Regions from separate parts of the Mus musculus genome. Here region 1 is linked to region 2. A link is a contact called in public HiChIP or PLAC-seq data. All regions are on one chromosome and are shown on one strand. The core of a region is the stretch at or near the end of the contact, and the rest is flanking DNA. Distances in the headings are between cores, read along the strand shown. Region 1 overlaps Mblac2 (metallo-beta-lactamase domain containing 2). Region 2 holds the start of Lysmd3 (LysM, putative peptidoglycan-binding, domain containing 3).

What was found. HiChIP or PLAC-seq counts read pairs in DNA pulled down with a chosen protein or histone mark.
Region 1: an H3K4me3 HiChIP or PLAC-seq map of fetal liver shows a contact between it and region 2, with 2.3 times the contacts expected there. The contact joins the enhancer-like site here to the promoter of Lysmd3 in region 2. A contact is called at or near these places in 13 of 39 promoter capture datasets (the 3T3-L1 cell line, 3T3-L1-derived adipocytes, the C10 cell line and 9 more), 1 of 15 datasets of contacts at CTCF or cohesin (the G1E-ER4 cell line), 41 of 484 Hi-C or Micro-C datasets (3T3-L1-derived adipocytes, the BV-2 cell line, the C10 cell line and 29 more), 13 of 115 datasets of contacts at active chromatin or transcription factors (the 230-238 cell line, the SCID.adh cell line, bone marrow-derived macrophages and 6 more) and 4 of 9 other capture datasets (adipose tissue, embryonic stem cells, liver and 1 more).

The regions. Positions count from the first base shown.
Region 1 is chr13:81,741,065-81,745,351 of GRCm38.p6, reverse strand. All of the region lies in intron 1 of Mblac2 (metallo-beta-lactamase domain containing 2), which reads right to left. Among named protein-coding and RNA genes, the nearest start is that of Mblac2, 32 kb to the right of the region's middle. Within about 2 kb of position 1,786, at least 9 of the 459 cell types and tissues checked have an H3K27ac peak or open chromatin away from gene starts, as enhancers often do. A contact at or near this core is called in fetal liver, where this site is marked.
Region 2 is chr13:81,655,267-81,659,638 of GRCm38.p6, reverse strand. It overlaps Lysmd3 (LysM, putative peptidoglycan-binding, domain containing 3), which reads right to left and starts at 1,833. Exons shown (of 3, transcript NM_030257.1): 1 at 1,703-1,833.

The DNA.
Region 1 (4,287 bases), core at 537-3,036, 86 kb before region 2:
AGCTCAGGACTGGACAGATTCTCTGCTCATATCTAACAGGCCTTTAAAAAAAAATCAACTCTTTGAAGTACTCTTTGAAGTACTCCATAAGATAGAAATGGAAAGAAACACTCAAACTCATTCAATGAGCCAGTACTGAAATCAGATAAGGACACAATATTAAAACTATAGACTATAGACTATAAAACTATAGACCCATGCAAAAGTCCTAAATAAAATACTTGCAAATCAAATTCAACAACAAATAAAAATTATGATAAAAATCATGATTAAGCTGGTTTTACTTCAAGGATCAAGGATGACTTAACCAATATATACATATCAAGGGCTCGAGAGATGGCTCAGAAGTTTAAGAGTTCATTTTGTTCAACCCAAGTTCAGATGCCAGCACTCGTGGTGGGGCAGCTCACACCCTCCTGCTCCAGCTCCAATGGGATCAACTTCCTCTAGACTCTATGGGCACCTGCGCTAATGTGTGCATCTCCTCCCTGATACACATACATAAGAAAAGTAATATAAATTTCAAAGACTGGAGACATGGCTCCGCCAGTCAGAGCACTTATTGCTGTTGCAGAAGATACATGGTCTGTTCTCAGGACCCACATAAATTCCCCTAATGTGCTTTAAATCCAGCCTGTGAGCTCACTTCAAGGTAATGGTAAACTGCAGAACAAAACACTCCTTGCATTTACATACTATTTGAGTCCAGGGTATCATTCATTGGCAAATCCTGGACCCTTACACTGCTTTGTAGGACTGCTTGGGAAAGGTTAGAAAGCCTCTTTGCGGGGAGATATATCACTGGCAGCGGGGTTTTAGGTTGTCTGTCTGTCTGCCTGCCTGTCTGTCTGTCTGTCTGTCTGTCACTGCCTCCCAGTGCCCCTCACACACACCTCTTCTGCTTCTGCCTGCTGATTAGGATATACAGCTCTCAGGCACTGCTCAAGCAAGATGCCTGGCTGCTTCCTGCTGTGTTAATCATGGACTAAGCCTCTAAAACTGTAAGTAAGTCCCCAATTAAATGCTTTCTTTTAGAAGAGTTGCCTTGGCCATGGTGTCTCTTCAAGGTAAGAAAACAGTGACTAAGAAGTTGGTGCCTGGTGTGGGTTATTACTGTGACAAGTATGATCATGCTGCTTGTTTGCACTGTGGACTTTGGATTTAGAAGAGCAGTTTAACGCATTGAGATGGGCCATGGTAGTATGAGCATGAAAGACAGTAGTGCTGAGAGCAACGTGAACCAGCCAAGCAAGCCCAACTCAAGAGCTTTTAGAGAGGAAGAATATTAGCAAGTAGCTCATGTGGCGCAGTGAGCTGTGCACAGACAGCCTGGTCCCCAGTCGCCCACAGGCCTGGAACCCTGGTGACCACGCCTCCTGGGCCCCTGGCTCCTGTTGCAGCTACAGCCTCCCACAGGGCCCCCCCCCCCCTGCCCCGGGTCCCCTGCAGAGAGGTGTGTGGCCATCAGTCAGTAGGCAATGTCCCAAGCTCCTGGTATTCTGTCTGGACTCCACCCCCATAGTTACCTGCCAACAGCCAGGTATGCTCCTCCCCACAGTTACCTGGTAACAGCCAGGTAGGCCCAGCCCACTATAAAAGGAGCTGCTTGCCCCATCCTTGCTCTCTTACCTCTTATTCTCTTACTCTTGCTCCCATGCTCTACCACTCTCTGCCTTGCCTTACCCCCTTCTCCATATGGCCATGACCGGCCTCTACCTCCCTACTCTCCCTTTCTCTGCCTATCTACAATAAAACGCCTTAAAACCACGGACTGCCTCTTCTTATCGTGCTGGAGCAATGGAGCAGGTCTTCCCCTAATGAGCTGTGCTTCTAACCTCCCACCAGGAGGCTTCCCTGCACTCCAGCCACAGTCTCCACCAAACCAACCCACCTGCTGAACCTGCCTCGTCTCCCCTCCCCATGGTAACCCGCAGACTCTGCCTGTTGCATGCAGATCAGGATATAAAGCTCTCAGCTACTGCTCCAGTGTCATGCCTGTCTGCTTCCTGCCATGAAGATCATGGACTAACCCTCGAAAACTATGAGCAAGCCCCCAACTAAATGCTTTCTTCCCTTGGCCATGGTGTCTCTTCACAGCTCTAGAACAGCAACTAAGATATGGAGTTTTATTAGGTAGATCTTGCTGTCCTAGAACTCCCTGTGTATACCAGGCTGGCCTTAAAAATCACAGAGATCTATCTTCTGCCTCTCAACTGCTAGGATTAAAGGCATACACATTATACTCAGCCACCAAAGAAATATTAAATATGAGCAACACTTTCAACAGAGCAGCAAGATATAAAATTGACATGAAAACCATCAGCTATTTTAGTACACCAATAGCATACTTATAAAGAAAAATACATTAGGAAAAATTAAAATATAATAATTTAAACAGTAAAATATCTAGAAATCAACCAAACAGAGAAGTTGAAAAGCTTGTATAATGAGACCTTTAGCACACTGAAGAAAAAAAAATTGAAGACAAACAAACAAACAAAAAAACCAAAACCAAACCAACAAACAAACCATCTTGCTGTCTTGGTAGTTTCTTTTCCTGTTGCTGTAATCAAAATGCCCTTAACAAAAGAAACTCCAAGACAGGTTTACCTCTGTCATAGTACAGTCTATCATAGCAGGGAACTAAAACAGGGAAGCAGGCATTTGGAACATCAGGCACGTTGCATCCATACCCAAAAAGTAGAGAAATAAATAATGGCTGTTGCTGCTGACCAGCTATTTCTCCATCTTATACAGCTCAGCATTCCTCAGCCCAGGAAATGGTCCTGTCCACAACTGAGATGGATCTTGCCACATCAATGAATGCGATCAAAATGTTCCCTCCACAGGCACACCCAGAGGCCCTTCTCCAAGGTGATTCTAGATTTTGTCAAGATAATAGCACCCACTAGTCTCCTGAACTTCAGGACTTTATGAATTGTGATGACGGCCATGTTACCAAGAAGACTTACAGATTTAATGCGATCACTATCAAAATACAAGTGGCATTTGTCACAGAAGGCCAAAAACAGTTCTAGGATGGACACTGACTCAAAAAACACTTTGACTAGCCAACAGTAGGAGTACCGGTGACAACATCACTACACCTGGTTTCAAGTTCCACTACATGACTGTAGGGGCCACATCAGCATTTAATGACACAAAACCTGATACCAGATCAATGGGAGGGAGCAGAAGATCCAGAAATAAATATGCATACCTGCAGCCACCTAATTTTTGACAAATTTGTCCTAAGTACTCATTGGGGGGAAAGCCAGTTCAGTGACTCATGCCGGGAAAGCAAGATATTCACAGTTTGTGTGACTTCCCCTGGAGAGAATGAGCACACATCTGTTAACCCTCAAAGAGCAGAGCCAATGGGCCACTGAAACAATTCCACCCAAATGAACTTGGTGAGCCACTGAGCTTGCTGGAGTCACTTACAGGAGCCTGGGTAACTAAGACACTCCAGCACTGCAAAGTCTGGCCAGCCTGGGTGATACACTGCAAGCACGGCATCACAGGTCCCAACCTCAGTTAACAGCACTCACAAGTGCTGCATCTGAGTCCCAACCTCGGTTAACAGTCATTCACCTCCTATTTGCTCGGCACCCAAGACCACGTGGAGCCAAGAGTGTGATGGGGGAAATTCCAGTCGCTCTCCTTCTAGAAGGGAGATGTACACTCCCATCACCATTACCACAGAACTAGCTATCGCATTATGTCTTGCTTATTTCACTGCAATGACCATAATTAAGAAGAGTACTGGGTAGGTCACAATAATCTTTGCTCTACGTTGGCTAATAGTCATGCTACATTCCGAGAAAATAGTCCTTCCGTAACACCACATTCCCAACGTTGAAAAATAGATCCCCATCTGTCTCACCCCATACAAAATCATCCAAAATGGGTCACTGGCAGGCCACAGAACCCCTAAAATGTGTGGCTAATTTGAGCAGAGCCATTGTATCTGGATAAGCTCTGAGTGCTGGCACATAGGCTGTGAAATCGCCTTTTGCTATCTGAGATTCTGAAGTTGTTTTTCCCAAGGATTCTCAGAGCTTTTGCATAACTTAGACCTGAGTCCTGGCAAAACAGGAAGTCTGAAAATATGCTTAAGTAATGGTTCCTTAAATCAAATGAGAGGTTTTGGTATGTGGAAATGACTGGCTAAAAGTGCCTTTTGGGCGAATGCTTCCTGGCAGGGCAGTACAGTGGAGCTGGTTCTGGGTGCCTTAAGGTGAGCTGGCCTGAGAGCATGAGAGCTGGAGCCCTTTGCCTCCTGTC
Region 2 (4,372 bases), core at 584-3,083:
AAAGCAAACTAGGTCAATCATAATAAATTCCTCAAAGACAGCAGAACAAATGTTAAACACACAAGTGTGTTTATCTCAGTGAAGATAACATCTTCCAGCAAACTTGGAAAAGCAGTGCGGGGGGTGGGGAGGGGGAGGAGAGAAACCATCAAAAAATTATGCATGGATCCTGGAATGCAAAATGGGTTTAGAAGGATGGATGAAAAGAAACGAAAACTAAAATAAAAAACAAACAGACAAGGGAGGGTGGCAGGAGACAACTAAAACTCAGACAACAAAAAGATGATATTCTCTATGTAAAAACATACCTATTTCATTTCATAAAATCCAGCCCTTAAAATCCAGTTTCTGACCTTGCTTTACAGGGACACTGTATATCTTTAAAAGTTGAAAAGTCTCTATTTAGATAATTTATTAACAGCTATATTAGTAGCTTGCTTCAGCTGCTCCCACAGGGGCTAAACTATTGCCAAAAACCACTCCAAATTTGACAGATCCAAGCTAAATGAGAGCCACGTTTCACATCTCAGTTTAAAGTAAGGAGCACACCTGTTTCTACAAGGACGCTTGCACTCCCTTATCTAGGTCTTTTCTAAAAACAAAATAAAAAGCCCACATCTTAGATGTAGAGGATGTCTGTCAGTTTTGTGGAACCAGTAGCAAGTTGCATACATACATACATGTACTACCTCAGGAAGTATCTGTTTCAGATCCTCAAAAGCATCCATCAAAAGCAGAAAAGATTAGATCTAAAGCAATGCATATGGGTGGTTACGTTGCCTTAGGTATGCTATCCCTCTAAAGCGCTCTCCCTCCCATTCTTAGTACAGCTCTCTGAAATTACTGACTAATACCCAGAAGCCATTTGAAACAATGTGTTCTTCTATCAGTCTTTCCCTCACCATGTCTTAATCAGGAATCAAAAGACTCCCGTCTTCGCGCATCTGTCTCTATTCCTCTAAAATGACAGGAAAGCAAAATAAACAATCTGGACACTACGGTCTGACTGTTCATCTGTAATCCAAGTGCCAAGCTGCACTTTGGCCCAGTAAGGTAATGACATGTCAATCTACTAAAGATTAGAAAGTACACGGAATCAAAGCCATCAGCCTCAATTCTCTTTACCTCTCTGAATTATCTATGGAATCTATGGCTTCAGAAAACTAGAACATGTTGCATACTGCACTGCTGACAAACGTCCTGAAAGTGATCATCAATGGGTATCGTGAGCATGTTTTCATCCACCCGGTCTAGACCGGAAAGCGACCTCTCAAATCCCTAGGTACTACATATTAATTGCTGCATATTAATATTTGGTCTTGACCTTCGGCAGGGAGCAAGAGAAGACTCACAGGGCACAAGCCAGTTCAGCACTTAGGACAGAATCACCCCGATCCTATTCTCCAGGGCCAATTTTAAACCTAAGCAACAACTGCAAACTTCCTCCCTCTTCCATTCCACTCGCTTTTATTTTTATTTTTCCCTTTCCTCCGGACGTCCCCCGCAAAGATTACATCTCTGATTTCTAAGTCGCCGCGTCAGACTGGGACGCTTCGGAGCAGATGCTAAGGGGACAGGCAGAATGGCCCGGAAAGGGCTGCCCAAAACCGGGAGGTAAGAGTCCTTCCCGAACCGGGGACAGCGCCCCACGGTGACCCCCCGATCGACGTCCTGCCCCGCCCCGCCCCACAGCCACCGTCACCTGTCCTCTAGCAGGGGCGCGGCGACACGGTTATGTCCTCCACCACAGCCGCGGCCCCGGAGACGTTCATGACCGACTCTAGGTTCTCCGGTGTCTGGGTCCGCTTCTGCCACCGTCGCCGCCGTCGCCGCCGTCCCCGCCTTCCGCACCGACAGCCGCCGCCACGTCCGCAAACCTGCGGTGCGTCATCGCGTAGAGTAGGCGGAGGTGCGAGGGCGCGGGCGGAGGCGGGGAACCCAGAACCCCGCGGCCAACCGCAGGCCCACGCCAGCACGCAGGCGCGCCGATGCGGCCGGGGCGGGGCCTGATTTCAGCCCCGCCTCTAGCCCCGCCCGTCCGGGGGCCGCCGGGCCGTGTTGGACTCCTGCAGTCTGTGAATCTAAACCCAACGGGTCCTCCTGGCTAAGAAACGTACTGAGCGGAGGGCATGCTTGAGGAAGAGCCAATGGAGAGCCGCTGTGCATTTCTTAATGCTCTGTATCTGGCACTTTCTTCTCGGTGGGGCAGAAGAAAGCAAAAACACTGGGCCGTGCTTTACCATATCGAACGAGCCCTAGAGCAGCAAACAAGACAGGCAGAGTGCCTTGGGTCTGTAGGTCAGCAGAGTGAGCCACCTAGCCAAGCTAAGCTCACAGTGCCCTGGAGCTGCACTTTGATGGGACAAAGTTGTCAACAACTTGTAACTAACCTACTTGGATTTGAAAATTAACAGGACGCCATTGGTGTTGCACTATCTATGGCAGTGAAATAAATACCTCTCTTCTGACTTTTTTTTTTTTTTTTTTTTTTTTTTTTAGAAATTTGCCGAAGTGGTAAATACAGTGTTTGTATTTATGCGAATGATGTATGACATTTTAAAGGTGCACCTGGTGTTTTGTGCTGACGACCGACAATGCACTTGACTAAATGCTTACCCATTTAGGTCAACATTGCCTAAAGACGTACCACACTTTTCTTTACAGTCCGAATACTTAGTAATTATAAAGCCTTTGGAACGCTGTTCCAATTTCCAAAGGGTTTTTTGTTTGATTGTTTGTTTGTTTGTTTGTTTGTTCTGTTGGTTCCTTGGTCGGTTGGTTTTCTGAGAAGTGCCTCTGCAAGGACTGGGATTTTACTTACATTGCAATAAGCGCCTTTTACTTGAAAGGACAAGGCACTGTGCTGAACAATGCTACAAAGAACTCCAGGCAAAGACAACCGGGGAAAAAAAAGTTTGCCCAAGTTATTCTTTGAGCTCTTGCCCCTGTGACACCGCTGTCTGTAACCATTTATCACGGAGACATTTTCTCATCAGGAGACAAAGGATATATTCCGTTCTTGATGTGTAGGGCCTCGGCTGTTCAGGCCTCATGAATGTTAATGGAATGCAACCGTCTTTTTGCAAGTAGGTTACTTTTCTTATTTTAATGTCAATAGGCCATGGAATCCTTGGGAGAGTCTGAGGGAGAACGAATTCCAAGCATTTCTTCAGGACTACTACCTGTTTGCTTTGAAGAAACATCCTACACGAGATCTGCAAAGCTTTTGAATGATTGTTTGTATCTAACTAAAATCGAGTATTTGTTTACCAAAAGGGCACACTATGTGTATATTTTATTATTAGACTATACAAAAGAAGCAGTTAGCCACGAATGTTGGCTGAGTTCCAGAAAGTTGGCCGGTAAGAACAAGTATTTGTCTTTGGAAAAGAGGGTGTTCTCAGCAATCCGAAGGCCAAAAGTAGTAGGTTTTTTTTCAGATCTCATCTGCTATGTTGTCCGTTAAAATTGTTCAGTTGAGAAGTACATGATTCTAGGAATTTGTAGTTTTATAGCTAACATTTAGACTGAGACAGAGTAAATGCAGTGTTGTAGAGAGTAAATTGATACCACTTGTGAGGAGCACTGTTTGCTAAAATGCATTAAAATTAAAAATAAAGTTAACTAGGGTTTAACTTTGCTTAGTACCTGCCTTAAATTCACTGACACATAACACTTGAATCAGATTTAACAAATAAGTTTAGGAATGTTTATCAGATTAATGTCAAAAGGAAAAACAATCAGAGTGCTCCTCAAAGGAATAGCAGGATCCTTTGACTTCCTTAAAACAATATAGTACTTGATCAAAAGATTTAGATTCCTCTTTCTTTACAGATTTATTAATAAATTTGTCTCCGAAAAGGAATATGTACGAGAAATATATTCCAGCCATTGCAGATTTAGTTCTTTTTTAAAAAACAAAATCCTGGGCATAAGAACATGTGCTTGGAGCAGAAAACCTAAATAAAAATCCAGACATGGCTGCATGTGTGCCTGTAACCTTCTGGGTTCTGGGGTCCAGGAGAGTGAATTCAGAAGGACCACTGGGACTTGCTGGCCACCAGTGGAGCTTCACAGTCCGTAGACAATTCTGTCTGAGAGGACTTAAGCAGCAGGACAACGGGACACCTGTCTTAGTTAAGGTATCCATTGCTGTGACAAAATTCCATGACCAAAAAGCAAGAAGAGGAGGAAATGGTTTCACTTCCAAATTGCTGTTAATCATGGAAGGAAGTCAGGACAGGAACTGAAACAAGGCAGAAACCCAGAGGCAAGAGCCGATGCAGAGGTTATGGAGGGATGCTGCTTACTGGCTTGCTCGCCATGGCTTGCTCAGTCTGCTTTCTTATAGAATCCAGGACCACCACAATGG